Linked DNA regions of Pan troglodytes: region 1 is linked to region 2. A link is a contact called in public HiChIP or PLAC-seq data. All regions are on one chromosome and are shown on one strand. Each heading gives the region's core, a stretch centred on a gene start, on an enhancer-like site or on the middle of the called end of the contact. The rest is flanking DNA. Distances are from core to core; before and after follow the strand shown.

The links. HiChIP or PLAC-seq counts read pairs in DNA pulled down with a chosen protein or histone mark.
Region 1: an H3K4me3 HiChIP or PLAC-seq map of stem cell-derived excitatory neurons shows a contact between it and region 2, with 2.8 times the contacts expected there. The contact joins the promoter of CDS1 here to the promoter of WDFY3 in region 2. A contact is called at or near these places in 2 of 7 Hi-C or Micro-C datasets (blood and stem cell-derived neural progenitor cells) and 1 of 1 datasets of contacts at active chromatin or transcription factors (stem cell-derived excitatory neurons).

What each region holds. Positions count from the first base shown.
Region 1 is chr3:45,542,327-45,545,069 of NHGRI_mPanTro3-v2.0_pri, forward strand. It overlaps CDS1 (CDP-diacylglycerol synthase 1), which reads right to left and starts at 1,389. Exons shown (of 15, transcript XM_063809495.1): 1 at 857-1,389. The coding sequence starts at 973. It overlaps LOC104006040 (a long non-coding RNA gene), which reads left to right and starts at 2,077. Exons shown (of 5, transcript XR_010156550.1): 1 at 2,077-2,743.
Region 2 is chr3:45,159,245-45,161,944 of NHGRI_mPanTro3-v2.0_pri, forward strand. WDFY3 (WD repeat and FYVE domain containing 3) reads left to right here and starts at 1,396. Exons shown (of 68, transcript XM_001151618.8): 1 at 1,396-1,534.

The DNA of each region.
Region 1 (2,743 bases), core at 139-2,638, 380 kb after region 2:
TGATACAACAATCTATTCTCTGGCCCAATTTCCCAAACCATCCAGTCCATAAGGTCATAAAACTGCATTTCTTCACAAGTTCTTACCTGCACCACTATATTACCAAACACGCCCGAATTCCTTTTCTAGCTTTGAACAGATAGTAATATCGCATCTACTTATTCTTCAATGTGAAAGAAGAGTAATCTATAGAAAAGGAAGTGAAAAGTCTTCATGAATTAACGTCGGGTTATATGAAATCTACTGGTAGACAGAAGAATTGCACTGTCTGTCGTGCACTCAAAAGAAGCTGGAAGATTACTATTATGTCACGTGCATGATACTCTAAAACCTCCAAAATCTATCATACTGAAAAAGGATGGAGAAAATGAAAGTGCATATGGGGCAGCGCGAGAAGCCAAGCCTCCCGCGTCAGGATCCAATGAAATGATACAGCCGACGGTGGCACGTCTCTAGTCCTTACTAACTTTGTTCCCTCTACTGAAAAGAGAGGTGAGGTGGCAGCTACTAACTGCACCGCAGCCCCTAGGAGGACAGGTTCCCTCCTGATTCCAGCGTCGGCCCCAGATCCTGAAGAAGGGACCGGAAGAGGATGAAGCTAAACTGTAAGCCGGGTTGAGTGGCCCATTTCTCCTGGGCAGCGGCCGCGGTCATCCTGGGAACCGCACCGCCACTGGGATCCCGGGTCCCGACCCCCTCTGGAGAAGGAGGAAGCAGTGACAGGCAGGGAGGAAGGTGCACCGGCAGCGTGCAGCCTCACCTGACGCTGGACGGGCCCCACCCTTGCTCTCAAGTGTCCCGCTTCCAACCAGGACCCAGCCAGGGCGCGGCGTCCGCCTCTCTCGGCTCCACTTACTTTGTCGCTGGTGCTCTCGGTTTCGTGGTCGCCGCCGGCCGCCTCTCCCTCGCGGTGTGGCAGCGACACCGCTTCCCTGGGGCCGGGGCAGCTTCCCCGGTGCCTCAGCTCCAACATCTTCCGCTCCCGCGCTGCCGTGGCGGCCTCCTCAAGCACCCCGAAACCTGAGCTGCAAGCAGGGTTCTGCAGGCGGGGCGCCCCGCCACCTCGCAGCCGCGCCCTGGAGTCCCGCGGAGCCGCAGCCACTAACGCGGCCCCACCATAGAGCGGCCGCCGCGCCGGTCACCTCCAAAACGGCATCAACGAGAGAGCGCTCGAGGCCGCCTGCAGCGAGCGCGGCTCCGGCGGAGGTCCCGGGCAGGCTCCGGGCGCCAGGCGCGAGCAGAGAAGGCGGAGACGCGGCCTCCGGTTGCCAGGTGCGCGTCTCCACGCAGAGGCCCAGGTAGGAGGAGGAGAAGGGGCGGGGAGAAAAGGAGGACGCTTGACCCGCTTTAGCGCGGCTCTGGGCTCCCGCCGCCGCGCAGGCCCCTCCCGCCCCGCCCCCCGGAGGCGGACTCGGAGCCGGCTTGTCCCGGCCCCGCACACTTCTCCCTGCCCGGGCCTCCCGCACCAGGTCTCGCGCCGCAGGCCCCGCCCCTCTGCGCTGCACTGCGGTTCCCACAGCCCCGCCTCCCCGTGAGGTGACGTCAGGAGCCCGGCCCGCGACCCCGCCCCCGCCTCTGCGTGCTGGCAGGTGGGGGCCTGAGAAAAGGTGGGAGCGGTGGGGCGGGAGGAGGCTGAGGAGCTGGGAGGCGGAGGCGGGGCCAGCGCGGGCTGGAAGTGAGCGTTGAGAACTTGCAGGCTAGTCCCTGGGCCGCTGCGAGGGCTGGAGGAGCTACTCAAAGACGCCCGCTAAATGTTAACAGCGCTCAACACTGCTCCTTCAAACGCCTCCCCGGCCTTGTCAGCTTGACACGCGCGGCGGGTCGGAGGCTCACTGGACCAGAAACTTGTCTGGCAGGACGGACTGGTTGGCCCCGCGGCATTCCAGCCCAGTGTCATCACCTTGAAAACAGGAGATGCTTTTGCCTCACTGGGCGTCCAGAGGTGCGTCGGCCAACAATTCCGATCACAACCGCAGCGCCGTCTCCCAGAAACTCAGTACTGAATCTCACAAAGGTCACCACCTAGGATCCCAACACAGTGTGAGATGCTATGGGACGCCGTTGCCCTCCAGCTAGTCTCTGAGCAGTGGTGGACCTTGGGCTGCCAAAGCGGGAACAGGAAGGGCACAAGATATGCATTAATTCTAGTCTTAATCCTGTTAGAAGGTGATTAGTTTTCTTGACATGTATCCGCCACCCGGTCATTACTGACAAGCTAACAAATGAAAAAAAAAAAAAGAAACAAAGAGAAAAAAGAAAAAAGGCGGGCCTTCACACAGGACAAGGTTCAGGAGAGCACCCTTATAGAAATAGATCAACTATGTAAATTCCTCAAGGTCTTTACTGACACGGTAAAAGTAAGTAAAGTGTTGAAAATTTACTAACAAATGAGCAAAACCAAAAGTCAAAGTAGGATGCATTGAAAAGCAGAACACAAAGACATCATTTTACCTCACCAAACAGATCTTTGAAGCTGTGCGGTTAGTTTGGGTTGCACGTTTTCAAAAGGATGTCGAGAAACCATAATTTGTTCCTTATGGGGTGGATAACTGAAATGACAGAGAAGATTTGAAAATAAGTCCCTACTGAACAGAGAACTATGGGGTGACTACATTAATAAATTGTCCAATTGTTTGGAGGATCGGAAATGAAGGAGTGCTTGATAGTGAAGAAGATAATAAGAATAATGGCTGAAGAAGCTAGTGAAGCCAGTAGTAGGGTTTCCGTCTCTGGCTACTACCCT
Region 2 (2,700 bases), core at 146-2,645:
TTGTTAGCAATGTTACCTCCAACTTTGTTATCTTGGAGTAATTGACGAGTAAATCATTACAAATGGGTCCAACTCTAAAGGCAAAATCGTCAAAAAGAAGAAAACAGCAAATCCAACTTGCCTTATGTTTATTAGAGGAAATCCTGAAACTTCTGTAGATTGCAGTGTTAGGAAAAACAAGTTTGTGATTACAGCGATGTTATGACCACTTCCCCACTCTAACTCTGTTGTTTAAGGGAGTCCACTCCTAACTGCTGACTCAGTTGGTCTTTACTGCCAGAACTGAAGCGTGACCCAAATTGTCTACTAGGTTGAGTAGGAACAAACGGGCAAAATGATGATCACTTGGCAGTTCTAGGTTTACTAAAGGATACTTATTTGGTCTAAACACTGTTTGTGGGACTGCAAAGGTATAAATAATGCCCCTCCCAGGAAGGAAAAGGAAAATCTAAAATCTTAGGCAACCGACTCAAGGTTACTGACGGAAGGCACCATTTGAGACCGAGCTCCTCAACTCCAGTCCCATCACGGACGGGAGCCACACAGGAGAGCGTGCAGGAGTTTCGAAGCTGCGTAGTACAATAGCTGGCGTGGGCAGTTCTTTTATACTCTGGCTAGAGTAAAATTAACGCAGCTTTGCGTTTCTCCATCGCCTCTGACAGCATCCAGCTAAAGGGTGTAGGGTTAAGGAAAGCGGAACCCAGTTGTCCTTTCTCAGCTGAGTCCTTTCAGAAACTGGGACTGAGGAGGGTGAGCGCCGCGGAGAGGGGCAGGGGTGGGAGAGGAGAGAGGGGCGCGGGGCGGGGAAGAGGCGCGTCTGGAAGGCAGTGGGGAGAGGGACTGAGAGGAGTGGGGTTCAAGTCCAGCTGGGAGCATCCAGCGGCGCTGTCTGCAGACAGGGGCGAAGGCAGCCGCTGAGAGTGAGGCGAGAGCGGGAAGCCGAGGGAAGGGAAGGAAGTAAGGAAAGAGGAAGGAAAGGCAGGAGGGGGTAGAAGCTGAGCGGCTGCAATTTCTGCGGCCGGCTCAGTAGGAGGAGCAGGAGGGGAAAGAGGAGGATCCAGAGTCAGTCAGTCAGACAGCCAGCGGGAGGTGGAGAAAGCAGGAGGAGGAGGAGGATTAAAGATGGCCACCAACAGCTGCGGGAAACGGCAACAACCCCTCACTTTCCGGGATGGTCCCTGCGGGTCGGCCCGGCCTTGATGGAGAGAAGAAACCCGAGGAGCGCCGAGGCTGAGGCGGCGGCGGCGGGGACCCAGCGAGGACGAGGACGCGGCGGAGCAGGGACGGGGGCAGGAGAAGGGAAAGGCGGCGGCGTCGCTGCCCCTGCTGCCTAGCACCGCTGCCTGGCCCGGCGGACCGGTTCCCATACCTCGCGGCCGCAGAATCAAGCTCGGGCCCCGGCTCCCGGGCCCCGCCGCGGACGTCGCGCCGGTCGCCCCTTCCCCGTAGCCCGTGCGCCCTCGGCGCGGAGCCCCGGCCCGCCGCGGTCCCGTCTCCTGGGCCTGGCCCGCCCGCGCCCTCCGCCGGCCCTCAGGTGAGTGCCCCCGCCATCCTCCCCGCCCCCCGCGCTCCCGGAGAGGCGGTGCTGCCTCGGCCCGGCGCGCCTGGCCGCTTTGTTCGTGCGGGGCGGAGGCGCTGCCCACTCGCGGCCCTGCGCCCGCTCCCCCTAGGGACAGGCCGCGGCCCAGCTGCTGTCCTCCCCAGGGTCCGCCTTGGCCGGGAGCCGCCGCCGCCGCCAGGGTGGGCGGCCTGGCCCTAGTCCTCCGCTGCCTCCTGGGGAGGGCGCCGTCGCGGACGGGTCGGGGTCGGGGTCACGGGCGGCGAGCGGAGCGGAGCGGAACCGGGATATTTCGGGGGATAGGGGAGGAGAGGGCTGGACGTTACCTGTGGGAAGCAGTGGGGGCGTAGGCGGCCCTGGCTCCCAGGGGTAGGGGATCAGGCCCTGGCCCCCCCGCTGCATCCTGCGGGGTCTCAGCTCCCGGAGCCACCCGCACCTGAGCGCAGCCGAGCGCGGCCTCCATCCCTCGGGCGCTGTCTCCAGGGCTTCGGGCCTCTCCCCCTACGCCCTACGCCGGAAGCCCTTCGATTATGGAAGGAGCCAGAGATGCTCCAGTTCTCTTGTACTGGGGATGTGGTGGCATCGCAAACATTCACAGTTACGGCGGGATTTAAGAAGCAGATGAGACCTTTCCAACCAAAGGCCATCTGGCTAGTGTTTGAGCCTCAGGTGCAGTTTTTCATTGATTTTTACCATTTAATTGTGAGATCTGCAATATCAGGTCTTCCTTTCACAGAAACAATGTGATACAACCAGATTGAAAGGATATTTACTGCATATGTGAACCCTTGCATGGACTTCCAGTACCTTAAAAATGGTTAAGTGTTTTCTGTGGGAAAATGGTGCTCATACATACGAAAAACTATTTTTGTTCAGTAATGGTTGCCAACTGGTTTACTATGTAGTTTGAACACCAAACAATTAAAAAGGAAAAACAAAACCCTATTCTTCGGGCTTTTTAAATAGTGGCATATTTCCAGGTTGGTATTTGGTAGCAGGTTGAGAACAACTGGTTTCGACTATCAGGCGACGTAACAAACATAACATAAAACAGAACTAAAAATGTGCTAATTTATAGAAAAACATGTTGTATTAGTGCATAAGTCTAGTAAAAAAATCCGACTTTAAAAAAATAAAACTTT